2 separate regions of the Gossypium hirsutum genome follow, and region 1 is linked to region 2. The links are chromatin contacts, called in public Hi-C maps. All regions are on one chromosome and are shown on one strand. Each heading gives the region's core, a stretch centred on a gene start, on an enhancer-like site or on the middle of the called end of the contact. The rest is flanking DNA. Distances are from core to core; before and after follow the strand shown. Region 1 has its middle 19 kb from the start of LOC107924032. Region 2 holds the start of LOC107924680 (F-box protein At2g27310).

Region 1 (7,237 bases), core at 3,950-6,449, 81 kb after region 2:
ATTGGCAGATGAAAGATGAAAAAATGATATTGGCTTTGTAGAGGCTCAGGCGGATTATACAGAGAATGTATACACATGATATTTTGTTTTGCGGAGGTTTGATTGGATTTTATGGATATATTTGTACACATGTATATGATAACCCTACATGGGTTCTCTAAAGTATGAGACTCTGTAGAGTTTAAGGATTAAGGCCTCATATGTATAAACAACTCTATAGTCATGGCATATGTAAGTTATGAAAGTCCGTTAGAATCATACTTTAAGTTTTACGTTAAAGTTATATGTGAGATTTCACCATATAAAGTCCGTGACAGAGTCCGCATATATGAATCCACTATTTTCATGAAGTTTCTTCTATGAATCAACATGTTATATTTATGAAGTTTCCTCTATGAATCCACAAGTACGAGTTTTTCATATTTATGAATCTCTTTCTCTGACTTCGCATGTATCAATCTACCATATCTATGAATCTTTTTCTATGAATTCGCATGTACGAGCTTGCTACATCCATGAACCTTCTTCTACAAGTTCACATGTATGAGTCCGCATGAAAGAGTCCGCAGGATTTTCCGCCAAGTTAATCTGAAATGACTCTCTCTTCGTTCGGTGGGTTTTATACTAAGATTATATGCAACAAGTTTGTACAAAAAAACTATTCTACATGATCTTTCACAGGAAGAATTCTCATGCATTATGTACTGCGCCTCAACGACGATCAAACCCAAGCATAAGTTATGGATTATGAATGAGTAACTCTTGTTTAAGCAAATATGTGGCAAATTCTTAATTGAAGAAACTTATTTTTAGAACTCATTATGTTCCTTATGAACTTACCACGTTTCTCTTCCTTGTTTCAGGTATTCCAAATTGTTGATTGCATGAAAAAGGGAACTAACTAGAATATTCAAAGTCTAAAGTGAGCATGTCATGTGTAGATATTGAAGCAACATGTAGTTTAAATTTTTGTTTTGTATTTGTGTAAGAACTTTTCAAATCTAGTTCAAATTGTAATTAGACTCATGTAGCTAGTTTGACAGGTTATTATAAAAATGTGAATATTATCAAAAGATTGTTTAACATATTATGATTTCATAGCAAAACCCTATGAAATTATTGATTAGTTATTAATTTATTTTCGCTTATGATGATAGTCAAAACCATGAAGGGTCTGTCGTCCAGCCATTCGGTCAGGTGTTACATGGTTATTATAGAGAAGGCTAACTATATTACCTTTTTTATCCCATCAAAGACTCAAAGTATATATTTGCATTATCAATTATTTGGACTTGATTATAATTCAAAAGAATTGAGACATTTATTTGTATTTATTATTAGTGAGATATGAAAAAGGCTAAAATTGGTACAAACTACAGTGTAGTTTTGTGTAGAGTCGAGGCTTTACGGTGTCACTATCAAATCCCACATACTATAGTGTTGCAAATATAGGTAGTAGGAGTGTAAGTATGGTTGAGAAAAAAATTGAAAAACTCGAAAAATGTTATAACATAAAGGTGGGGATGGTTGATAAGTACAGTTCATATTGAATAAGGTGTGAAGAATCGATGACGATGGTTCACATTGAATGAATCGTGAAGAATCATTAGTTACAAAGAAATGGTTGGTAATCTAATAGAGTTGTAGAGGTTAGGTAGAAAATGATAAGTATTTTGGCCTGCCTCTACCCTTCATTAAGGGGTATTTATAGAGGAGATGACCCTTATCTTAGGGTACTTATAGAGGAGATGGCCCTTATCTTTTGAGCCTTAGCGTCGTAGTAGAGGTGAGTGTAAACTTGAGGTGTTGTTGGACTTGACCTGAAAGGACTAGCTAAGGGAGCTGTTGGATGTGATTTATTTATAGGTGCCTGCAGAAAGTCTTCTCAATATATATCTCTTTTGGATCGTGTGGGTTTCAAGAAGATGGTGCTTAGGTGAGGGTATTGAAGGGGTTTTAAGGGCAAAACAAAAGTTACCTAGTTTGTAAGGGCGAGGTGTCATGAGGTTGCTTCTTTGTGGATTTAGGCTTTATATTTTTAGTGGACTTTTCATACCTTATCCTAGGTTGAATTTTAGGATATAACAAAAATAGATATGAATCATAATATTTGGTTCAGCTCAATTCGTTTTTATTAAATTTGGTTTGATTTTGGTTTAAATGTTTAAATGTGTTCCGTTTCATTTAATTTTCGATTCACAAACTGCAATTATTTGAACCAAGCCAAATTAAAATTTTATTCAATTTATAATTAATTTCATATTTTTAAATATATTAATAAATAGTTTACATTTGAATTAATGAAAATAACTTAACAATAACAAGTACAAATACAAATACAAAAACATATCCTAAAAACTTGTACAATACATATTAAAGTGAACAAATTATACAATAATAATCGCACATGATCAAATATGGGCCCAGAACCTTCACCTGATCTACAATTAAACCAATAACTCATTGGCATTTCATCTGATTTTTTAAACAGCATAATAATCATAAATTTCTTCGGAATCAAAGTGAAGGGAAGGGTTAGCTGTTTGTGATTATTTATTGGGAGGGTTATACTTATACAATGGAGTATTTCAAAAGAGTGGCATTTATAAATATGTCCATTGCAGAAAGGCCTGCAAAAATCCTAAATGGTTGGTAGAAGAATTAAGTTGCAATGTCATGTAATGCTGTGCTTCTTCTATCTCATGCTTTAATATCCTCTAATCATACAATACGATTACAACTGTCTGATATTTTGATGCTACAGACCAAGTGTAATTTTAAGATTGAATATATGTTAGGAGAATACGCTTATTTATATAACGAGGTTTAGAAATATGGTTGGTTGATACGAGTGAACAGACTGTACGGACAAACCATAGTGGGGAATGTTGCGATTTCCCAACTTTATATTGTCTGTTTGTTCCGTGCTTGATTTGGCTTTATTTCTTTTTGTTATCATTTCAGTCATTGAAGCGAAATAGAAAGAGCTTAATGGTTGATTCAATCTACTTTTTTTATTTTATTTTATTTTAATAATGTGTACGAAAAATGTACGTTGTTGGGAATTTCAAAGCACTAAATAAGTGGGTAAAATTAACCTGCTCCAGACACCATACCTTTTAAAATCCCTACTATATTATATTATAAAATAATAATGCTTTTCTGAGATTATGTTGATTTGGGAGTAGAGCACTTTAATGTTTATGAGAGTGGTTCCCATGTTCTCTCCATAAAATGAAAAACAGCTATTCTGTCAGTCCAAACTGGATCAATCCTCTAACATCTTCATCCTTCTATATTTAGTTAAGAAAGACAAGACAATCTGTATATAGTAGCAAGTTTATTATACCAAACCCTACTCCCTTTAATATATATAAAACTAGGTTTTATAATTGAAATCATGTGGAGTATATTATATCATCAGTTTTCATAGTATTGCAATCCTAGGTATGCAGTTAATTAGGTTGTTTTTGTCTTATTGTATAAAATAATAATTGAAAGCAGAGGCAGAATATTACGCGGAATTAGCTCAAATTTGGTGGACCCTAATTTTATCATTCATTTTAATTGAGAGACAGGAACCTAACTCGGTTATAAGTGGAGATTAAGGTTGAAAATGACATTTGCCTCAATTCCATACCCAATAACACAATTAGCCATTTACTAACTCAATATAAGGGTGACGCATTTTATGATTAATCTTGGGAAGTTGCCTTTGAGGGCCATTTTCTTTTCTTCCACCTACGTTTTCTTTTTAAATGTATCATTTTCATATTGACATGTGTTATTCTTTTACTAAAAAGATTGAAGATGTCATATGCGAATTAAGTATGTTTCTAGAGAAGATAATCAAGTCACTGATTATTTGATTAAATTAACTTTAAGTTAAAAGATAAGTTTACAGGTGTTTGAATGAAGTGTTAAAAGATAAAATTAGTGATATTTTTGCTTAAATTAATTTGACGTAATTTCTTTGTTTATTTTCACTTAAAAAAAACATTTGGATGGAATTTAACCAAGTTAAATTTATTATCATTTTAATTACTTTTATGCAAGGAAAAATAAAAATAAAAGATGATTAGAGTACATGTGACGTTTACCTGGAAAACCAAAGACGTGTGTTTAGCAATAAGCAAACCCTGTATAGTGGTATACCTACCTAAAAACAAGCACAATAGGAAAAAAGAAATAACTTCGAGCACATACATGTTAACCAATAAAATGTAGATGAAGTCGGCTCCGTGGCACGGGAAATAAAAAAGGCCATCCGTACATTTGGTTGACATCTTTTAGGAAAACACAATGTAGAAAGGATGAGAAAAGGGAAGGGAATTGGGGTTTTGGGTTTACAAACAAACGAAGGTCCCCTCATCATCATCAATCGATTTGATTATTTGGCATGTGAAAAAACAACTAACCTTCAGAAGTTAGAAATATAATTTTGTATTAACGGATTAATAAGTAAATACAAATTTGATAAATGACATCCGGATAATTTAAATCAAAAGCATAAAAATAAGAGCATTAGCCTCTTCAATAATCAAATCAACAAAATTAATTTTAGATATAAAGGGCCTATTTTACAACTCCAACTAAAATCATATTATGAGGCTTCAAAAAATTTATTGATATCCGTCAATACTAAACTATATAATTTTCCAAAACTTATCAAGAAGATAGCACCTTACTGTTTCCATAAAACACATGAAAGAGGACTCAAAATCGATGCTTTTACCCATCAAAATATGATGTCGCCTAATTTTGCTCTAAAAGGGTCAGATCCTGCACTACAGAGGCAGCCTTTGCCCAGAAAAATAATAAAATTGCATTTAATCTCTTTAAAATTTAATATAATGACAAAAAGAAGTTTTATTAAAATCAGTAAAGTAGAGACAAACAATAAGTGGAGATTCCACTGGGGACCAAACCAATATGAAGCACGGCAGCTATGCGAGCAAAGGTGCTGTGCGGTGCAGGTGCCTCTGCCATGCTTAATATGGTTGAATTTGAAAAGATTATCTGTATTCGACTTGCTCATTATTAGCCAAACAATCTCCATTTTTTTTTTTGTCATCCAACAAATCATCAAGTGGGGCAAAACCTTGGAAACAAAGAACACATTCAAACAATGTCCAATGGCAAGGAAAGCCTACCCATTTGTTGGGCCAATGCCACAACGACGAAACGAATCTAAGAGTTACTCATTTAATTGCTTAGTGGGGTGGCCTTCTATATTCTAGACATTACCTACGAACATATCCACCCTACTGACCCAGCCAGAAAGGCCGAAGCCATCATGAAGAAATTAAAAATCTTGGGCTGGCACTGGCGGCAACCAATTTATAAGAAGGTTAGGCGAAGATGGCAGATGCCCCAGCATCACCATCTAACATTCTTAATTTAAAATGCATGACAATTGCTCATGGAGCTCTTTTTCAGTCACGTCCCATTTATAGTCGCATCGGCTGCGAAGAGATGCAAACTCCAAATGCACACAATGTTGGAGAAGGGTATCACTAATTCATGTCTTCCCAAATATATTTTTAGGCTGAGGCCTTGGCATCATGATTCATAATTTCTACAAATATCAAATGATCCCGCTCAGCCCCATTGCAACTTTTGTACCAACTATTGTTTTTAATTGCCGCTTAATTAGTTTTTACAGTGGTTACCTCTCATCTTCTGCTAATCCGCTGTCTTCGACCAAAAGGTAACTCATTTTGTCCTTGGTGACACATAATTTGGGATTAATTTTTATTGGATCAGAAGTGTTTAAAGTCAACACTCTTAATAAATGAGTTTTTCGAATTTCAAACTTGGGATTTTCATCTTTAGAAGATGAGAATATTATACCACCTTAACCAGTAGCTCGTTGACAAGAGACGATTGAAATTCTATTAGGAATATGGTTAAGCTCAAATCTAAAAAATAGAACCCATGATATATAGATCTAATACATCATCCAGATTCAGCTTGAACTAGATTCATGAACTCATATATGGAGTCTGAATCCATGAAGTGATGGAAGCTTTATTTATGGAGTTGAGGAATGATCATTCCTCATCATAAATTCAAATGCGCAACTGATCTAAACTCGAAAGGTGAGAAGTGAATCAACAAATGCCTCTATATCTAATATAAAGTTTTGTAGAAAATTTTGGGGCAAAAATTGAAGCACAACTTGGCTTATGATAAGATGTTTTCGGCTGCGTTCCTTTGCCTGGGCACAGCCCTCTGTATCACTTTATGAATGCTATGGTTTGTTGAATCAGATCAAAGAAAAGCAAAATCTCATCAGCCTTCTTTTGAAGTTAATGCATGCTTGGTAGCGCAACAACAAAATATTTCACCAGGATTTGATGCGGCAGTCCAAAGGGCATTAAGCCCTTGCCCTTTCACAGTTTTGGGGCTCAATCTATGACCCCCATTCCCTTGATTCATTAGTTACACCTTGAACTCCCAAATCTATGAAGTATTTACTTATTATATCTCAACAACAATATATTGAATTATCAAATCAGCTCCAAATTATACACTGATGATTGAAACATACTACAAGACTAAGAATAAATAGCTAAAAGAAAGCTGAAATGAATAGCTCAAGATTGGGGCATCTCCTCTCTCTATTGATTATTATTTTTCGAAAACATGGTTTAAAAAGTCATTAGTGAAAAATAAAATAAAAACTAATTGAGTCTTTATAGTAAAAAAAATCAATTAAGTCATTCCATTAACGAAAACAGTTAGTTAATTAGTCTGACTCTTAACCGTGCCGACATGGTTGATGGAGTTGACACATGTCATGACATGTCAATAGATATTTAAAAAATAAAAAAAATCTTAAAACATTTACTTTCGAAATGAATCTAGACAAACTGGTATCGACATTCATTTGAACATGGACAACCATTTGTCTCGGTTCATTTTGGATATAAATTCGGAATATCGTAAAAAGTTACAAATAAATGGTAAAAATATAAAACATTATTAAAATTTTCGAAAATTAAATTTTTTTTATAAAAAAAACCTCAATAGTTATATATATATTTACACCTCCACAATGAACCTAAACAAATGGTTGTCGGTTGAAATTATTCAAAAATTTTAGGGCCAAAATGACAAAATAAGTAAACACTAGAGGTTAAATTTATCATCATGTCATTAAAATTAAGAGAGTTAACTTTAATTAGGGATGTTAAAAGCTGAACTACCTGATAGATTTTGAAATAATCCGCTC
Region 2 (7,368 bases), core at 1,687-4,186:
TATTTTGTATTTCTATAATAAAAAGTTTTTTATGTATGTTTCGAACTTTGGCAGCATCTGTTTGGACCGTAAATATTAGAGTTTAAAGACTGTTAAATATTCTTAGTGATTTCCTGATTGAACATACACACATATTGGTAAGGCATTTTTGGTTGACTGATTGGATTTGATATGTTTGTTTTAGGCGTGGATATCAGCATGAACACCCATCTGAAAACAGTGAAACTTACATTGAAGGGGAAAAATCCAGTGAGTTTGGATCACCTCAGTGTGAGGGGTAACAATATTCGCTATTATATCCTGCCTGACAGCTTAAATCTTGAGACATTGCTGGTTGAAGAGACACCAAGAGTGAAGCCCAAGAAGGCAACAGCTGGTATTCTCATTTCTTCCTGGCTTCTATCTTCTCTGTTTGAATGCCCTGCTTTTATAAATTTGTTTTCTTGTAGTATTTATCTTTGTAATGCATTTCCAAATTCAGGCAGGCCTTTGGGACGTGGTCGGGGTCGTGGGCGTGGACGTGGACGTGGTCGAGGCCGTTGAATATGTTGCTTTGTTTCCAAATTTTTGTGACAGCTGGCTGTGTAGGCAGCTTTGTTATAGTGAGAATTTGTGGGCGATGCTACGAATTTTAAAGGAATTGTATTGGTGTTTTACTGTTCCGTGTGATTATTAGCCTGGGTTGAATAGCTTAATCAAGAATCCTGAGGTTCACCGCTCTTTAATTTTAGTTTCTCCTCTTACCCCACTTTTCTCGTATCATTTTACAAAGTCTATTTTATTCCAAATTCAAATAAATAAATAAATAAAAAGGTGCAACTGATTTTAACTTTTCAAAAGCACCCACTGAAAATTTTTCAGGATTCAGTTTTAATATATAAATAATAGGTTGGGTAAGAGTAAGCTGAGCATATACTTTTAGATTAAGGTTTGGTACTTCAATTCAATGCAATCTCTCTTTAAAACCCTGAATTTCGTAATTCTATAGACGGAAGGTAGTTACCTTTCGAATTTATTCAAAAATTTGTATTTCGTCCTATACTTGGGTAGTTTTGTATTAACTTATCATTAATTTGTACTAGGTGTGATAAATATAAATGAAAAATTATTTTTAAAAAATATTTATAAAATAAAAGCGTATGAAAAAATAAAAATTAGATCTAAGTTCCAGTTAAATATTTTTAACCAAATTCATTACATATTAACTCTTAACTATAAATATAATATCAAATCAAATCAAATATGTAAGTGCTTTCTCTCTTTGAAGCGGGCTCCTTTGGATGCCCAATTCCTTCTACTGTGGCGAGTTTATTTATTGAATTTATTTTGTCAAGTGAAAATAGTTTCACCTCACTGGCTGGAGCATTAAGCATAGGTGAAGGAAATGACGTTGCAGTGAGAATTAATTTTTACCATTTAACCTTTCATATTGTCGTTATGAAATACAATTTGAATTTTTATTATAGAATAATCTTAATATGTTTTAATATTTTATAATAAATATATACAAAGGTCATAATAATTTATTATGTAATCTATATAATGTTGGCTTGATAATAATTTAATAAACATATACATTTTAGTATGAATTAATTATAAATAAGTAGGTGCATGAATAATAAAAAAATAAATACAAATATAATTAATAATAAAATTATCATTTTAACATAAATAAAAATTCAATATATCTTACTATTTAATGTAAAATATAATTAGCTATTTTACATATGCAACTTAATTTAATGTCTTTAATAACCATTTTATGATCTCACCTATTGTTACAATTGCAGTTGGTTTTCGACATATTACTCACTATTTATTTTAATTTTATTATTATAGTGTTCAATCTCACTATTATAATAATTAATCTTACCTTCATCGCTATTTTCAATCTCGATTAAACTAAATTTAGTCAAAAAAAAATTAATTGTAAAGAATAAAAGTATTTGCATCACCAACTCATTATGTTGGTGATCCTTAAAGCTATTTAGTTCACCTAAAACTTCCCTTATCTTTCTATTTCATTTTATTATCCTCAGGTGCCCCTCAGCCCAACCACCTCACCTTGTTTTTTTGTGGTTCTGGTGCTATTTTTTTGGAAATAGCTCTCTCTCTCTTTCATTTTTGAGGTGCAATCGATGTAAAATCACCTAGGTGGCCATATGTGACTCATATTTCTCCGACCCCAATATTGTCTTCCATTTTTGTGCCCATAAATGAAAATTCATTACAAGTTCAAATCTCAGAGGTCGTTTTCATTTGCATGAAGTGAAATCTTTGTGTTTCATTCTTTTAAACTGCTTTATTACTGCATTAGTCTCTATTCCAAGAGCGTTGATCAATATCCCAGGAGTAATTAAGGATGCAAAATTTAGTCTTAAAATAAAGCTTTCGAAGGGTAGACTCTATTCAATATAATTAAATAAATTGTTTTAAAAATTATAAAATTCAGGATTTTTATTATTTTAAATTCATACCCTAATTTATTTCCGGTCCAATTTAACTCTAAAAATAATTTTTGTTTTCAAAAAATAGTGGGTTTGGCAAAGCATATTTAAACAAAGATTCTACTACTTGGGTCCTCCTTAGACAGTCCAAAAAGGCGAATGCAACTGATCAGCTGGCCTAGGAGATGGAAAACTGGAAGCAAATTGGCATAAGAACCATCAAAATGTCTACCTGTAATTCCAATATCTTCCAGAAAGCTCTTCTTTGTTGTCTTATGGCGTAAGTTATAGCAACCCCAGATATGACTACTTATCTAATTCACATTTATTTAATGATTAGAACAACCTATATTAAATGTCCTGATAAGAAATCAATTTCTTTCATCTGTATACCGACAATTGATTTTTCTCTTTTTCTTTTATAAGACGTGAGGTGAGGAATGAGGATGGTCAAACTTTTCAATGCTGTTTTTCTATAGAACCAAAATATAAATAAAATAAGACGTGGCAAGAGATGAGTAGGGAGTGATAGAACAGTACCATAAGAACCGGACAAAACAAATAAAGGAAAAAAAATCTGAAAACATGACGAACTGCCAAGCTACAGACACAACACAGTACCCAAGAAAGCTGTCAAAGAAAGGCAAAGCGGAAAATGACCTCAACACCACTTTGATCTCTTAACCATTGAAATCCCATCCCCATATTGCGCTCTAAATCTTCTCTTCCTTTTTCCGTTGACTTTGATTCCCACTTCCCTTCCCACAGTACCCTTCGTTTGTTCCTGTTTTCCCTGTTGTTTCCTTTTACAACGTTGTTTCGCCAGCATGTTTCTTACATTTGCATGCCCAATTTAAGGTAATCTCCTCCTCGTCGATTTTTTTTCTTTTTGGGGTTGCATTTTTTTTGTTATCGGAGAAAACGATGAGGGTGATGAAACTGCCCAGAAAAAAGGTTAAATTTTGGTGTTAATGGTTGAGTTTTCGTATTTCTGTTTGTAATTTTTCAAGTGATCTGTTATGATCATCTGAAATTGGGTTTGGAATCTGGGTTTTGATCTAACTTGTAAAAACTCAACTCTCTTTTTTTGGGGTATTTTTTGAATGATATGCATGTGGGTTGATTGTAGGGTACTTTTTTCTTTCTATGAAGCGTTATTATTTGACTTGTTAATGGAATTTTCAGTAATTTTGGTGTTAGTTTTTTTTTTTTGCATGAAACAGGAAGTTTAAATTTCACTCAGATCTGCTAATCAAAGCAAAAGGATTACATGATTATTTCACTACATTAGCTTTATCTGAATAGAGTTGAATTGAACGCTGTTCTGTTGGGGATAAAAAGCTTTTATTGATTTCTGAATAAATCTCTTTTTGGACTCATTTAGGGGTTCCACATTGAGTGGCTATGCACTCAAGTTCTCCTTGAGCTTAATTGAATGGTGTTCTTGAACTTATCTGGTCGAGTAATTATGAACAATTCCATTTCATGTGGTTTTCTGTAGATTAGAGGCCTGGAGCTATGTCAATGGTAGCCATCGAGAGCATGGCATCGTTGAGCACTGATGTTTTCTACGACATATTGAGGCGCCTTGATGGTCCAAGTTTGGCTGCCGCAGCATGTGCTTGTGCAACGTTTTGTTCTATCTCTAGAGAGGAGAGATTATGGGAAAATGTTTGTTCTTCTATGTGGCCTTCAACCAACAGGGAAGATGTGAAAAGTTTGATTTCGTTGATTGGTGGGTTTAGAAAATTCTATGCGGATTGTTTTCCGCTTATTGTTAATAAGGAAGTAACGGAGTATCAGTGGAATGGCTATCTTGAGAACCCCGAAGAGTGGACAGAAGCTGAGTATTATGGCGACACCGTCGAACTAGAAAGTATTTCACCACTAGATTTTGTTTCAATTGTGGATATCAGGTATAAGGATAAAACAATATGCTCAAAAGTGCTGTGGGGTATTCCTAATGCAAATGGATCCAATAGTTGGTTTCACAACTGCCCGTTTCGGATCGATCTTCTCAATTATGCAGCTAGAGATGATGATAGTGAAAGTGAGGTTACCCTTTCGGTTTCTGATGGCCTGCCACCTATTACTTCTATGGAAAAGGAAAGGAAAGATGGGAAGCTATGGAAGGAGCTACGAGACGGCCTTCGCCTTAGTTGGATCGTTGTAAACCGGAAAGTTAAACAAGCTGCTAACCTTGCAAGCTGGAGCCCTCTTGGCGGACAGAGACATTGGCCAACGGACAAAGATTTCGTGATAAGGTTCGGGTCTGTGCTTCCTGCCAAGGACATCCTTCCATGTCAAGTAGTGGAATGCATTCTGATAATGAAGTTCAGAGTCGTGAACACAGAAGGGGAGGGCGTAGAGACGACACTCAAATTGACGGAGCTAAGCATGCAGTTGGAAGATATGGAAGGTGCACATGTTAACGGAAGAAACAGTTTGCTTATTCTGAAAGAAGCTCTAAGCTGCAGGAGAAGCAAAAACTACAGCGAGGTTCTAGAGTCATGTCATCTGTACTCGAAAGTGCAGAGTGAGTTGAAGGAGGAAAAGATGAGGAACGAAAGCAGGATAGATAGACTTTGTATCTTAAGTGGCATTGCTGCTTTTGTCACGTTTTGGTATTACATATTGTAAATGTTGATGCTGCTTTTATATTAGCACCTTTCCTAAGATGTTCTAACAATCTCTGAACTCTTTTTTATGCTTTTGATGTAAAGATTCAATTTTGGTCCAAGTAATAAAAAGGTTGCAATCGTTCTTCTCTTCTGATTCGATGAGAGGGTGAAGGTATAAAAGATGAATGAAGATGATGGGCCAACATAATTGAGGTGTACTTCCATTATATACCTACACATTTACCGACCTCTGCAACGCTTCGCATAAACTTCGATTTTGGGCTCTTGGGAAATACAAGTTAAAAAAAAAAAAACTATTTAAATCAAATCGAATTTTACAATTTAATTTATTTATGATGAAAAATATTCTATATTTTAATAATAAAGATAATCTTAGATTGTCATATAAGATTATTTTTTATTTAATTGAATAAATAGTTTTCTTTTAAAATATTTTTGAATAATTTATCAAATGATGTTTTAAAATCATAAAATAAACTTTACTTTGTCAATAGTAAAAAAGAAATTCTAAAATATAGAATTAGTCTAAAAAAATCAATCGAATGCAACGAAGTCACTCTTACATCCATACTGAAAAACAATGTATATTATTTTCAACGGAAGGTGTAGGCAAAATGCAAAAAATTGATGTTCTTAGAGATGACATTGTTGAGAAGAGTAGATGTAAAATTTAAATATCAATTGTAAAATGAACATGAAAAATATATAGACAGAAGGATTTCATTCATTTCAAAGAAAGGAAAGACTCGGAAAAGACTAGTACAAACCGAAAAAAAAAAGATCCAATGGCGAAAGCATAAAGACATCCCTAAAAACAAAAGAAGATCAACTAGTCCTATGAGTAGAATTGGAAAAGGGATCACCACCATGCAACGAGGTTTCAGCCATTTATACGAGTATGATCTTGTCTACCACCAAAGTCTCTCAATATAACCGAACAATTTGATCTAAACCCAAGGATGATGAGCTAGTAACAAACAAAAGGAACAAAGCCTAGAAAAGTTAAAACATAAGCCCAACCCACGGATTTTTTACTTGTATAATACAGATTAAAAAAATACTAAAACGGTATGTCAATATCATTACTTACCAAAATAGGATGTTTGAAGCAGTTCCAAGGGTGGAGGGAGAGAGATGGGCGGTATCCATTTTTTTCTAACACAATAAGTGAAACATCATTACAAAATGATAAAGTTTAAAAAAAAAATTTAAGGTGGTGGGGGAGAGATGGGCAGTACTAGTATTTTTTGTGTAAAAATACGGTCTAAATGGTGGAGAGTGAATTTTGTACCATTTTGTTATTTTTTTAAGAATTACTAATATTTTTACGCATATATTTTCAAAACAATCTCATTTATTTATTTTTTTCATTTTTTTATCCCAATAACAATTTTTTTATTACATAACATATTCTCAACATTTGTAAAATGTAGTTCTTTTGCCACAATAATCCAAAAAAAGTTATATACCAAAATGGATCACCCTAAAAATATTTTTTTTTAAAAACACAAAAATAAATACTGAAATGGGTTTACAAAAATAAATATTAAAATGAGTTATTCACTTGAAATTTTTAGGGTCCAATTTGGAAAAGATACTTGCTTGACCGAGTTCATCTAGCAGCTCCTCAATAATGGGGATGGGGAATATATGCTTTATGGTAAACTGGTTGAGCTGTCTGTAGTCAACACAGAGCCTCTAGCTACCATCTTTCTTTTTAACCATGACTATTGGAGAGGCAAATGAGCTAGTACTATCTCTGATAACACCTGTGTGCAGCATCTTCTGAATGATTCTTTCTATTTCTGCCTTCTAAACAGTGTGGTATATGTAGGGTCTGATTTTGACCACCATATTTTCATCTTTCAAAGGAATTTTGTGGTCTTGATGGAGGAAGGCCTGAAGGGTACCAAAAATATCTGAAAATTCTTCCAAGAGTGCATGTATGCCCGAGTGCACTTGAGGGGAAGCTGCTAGTACTAGGAGTTGAGCAGTGAAAACCATAACCATTGTACATGGGCATAGAAATTGATCAGTATGAGAAAAACACCTGGAGGATTGTGTTGCCGTCATGGTATGTATACTACCAGGTAAGATACCCTGCAACGTGCAACAATTTCCACCAAAACCAAACTGCATAGTTAATGATCCAAAATTCCAGGTGATTGACCCCCAAAGAGAGCAACCAATGTATTCCAAGGACCAAATCACACCCTTTCAAAGGTAACAACATAAAATCTTTTACAAATTTAAAATCCTGAGTTTTCCACTGGACATTT

What was found. A called contact is a pair of places that touch in the nucleus more often than the background predicts.
Region 1: a Hi-C map of leaf shows a contact between it and region 2, with 2.5 times the contacts expected there. The contact joins the enhancer-like site here to the promoter of LOC107924680 in region 2. A contact is called at or near these places in 6 of 34 Hi-C or Micro-C datasets (leaf and petal).

The regions. Positions count from the first base shown.
Region 1 is chrA11:13,742,817-13,750,053 of Gossypium_hirsutum_v2.1, forward strand. No RefSeq gene overlaps it. Among protein-coding and RNA genes, the nearest start is that of LOC107924032, 19 kb to the right of the region's middle. Within about 2 kb of position 5,200, at least 6 of the 9 cell types and tissues checked have an H3K27ac peak or open chromatin away from gene starts, as enhancers often do. A contact at or near this core is called in leaf, where this site is marked.
Region 2 is chrA11:13,663,745-13,671,112 of Gossypium_hirsutum_v2.1, forward strand. LOC107924680 (F-box protein At2g27310) reads left to right here and starts at 2,937. Exons shown (of 2, transcript XM_016855232.2): 1 at 2,937-3,305; 2 at 3,949-5,216. The coding sequence starts at 3,966. The coding sequence ends at 5,087. LOC107923020 (small nuclear ribonucleoprotein SmD1a) reads left to right here. Exons shown (of 4, transcript XM_016853218.2): 3 at 185-376; 4 at 482-730. The coding sequence ends at 543.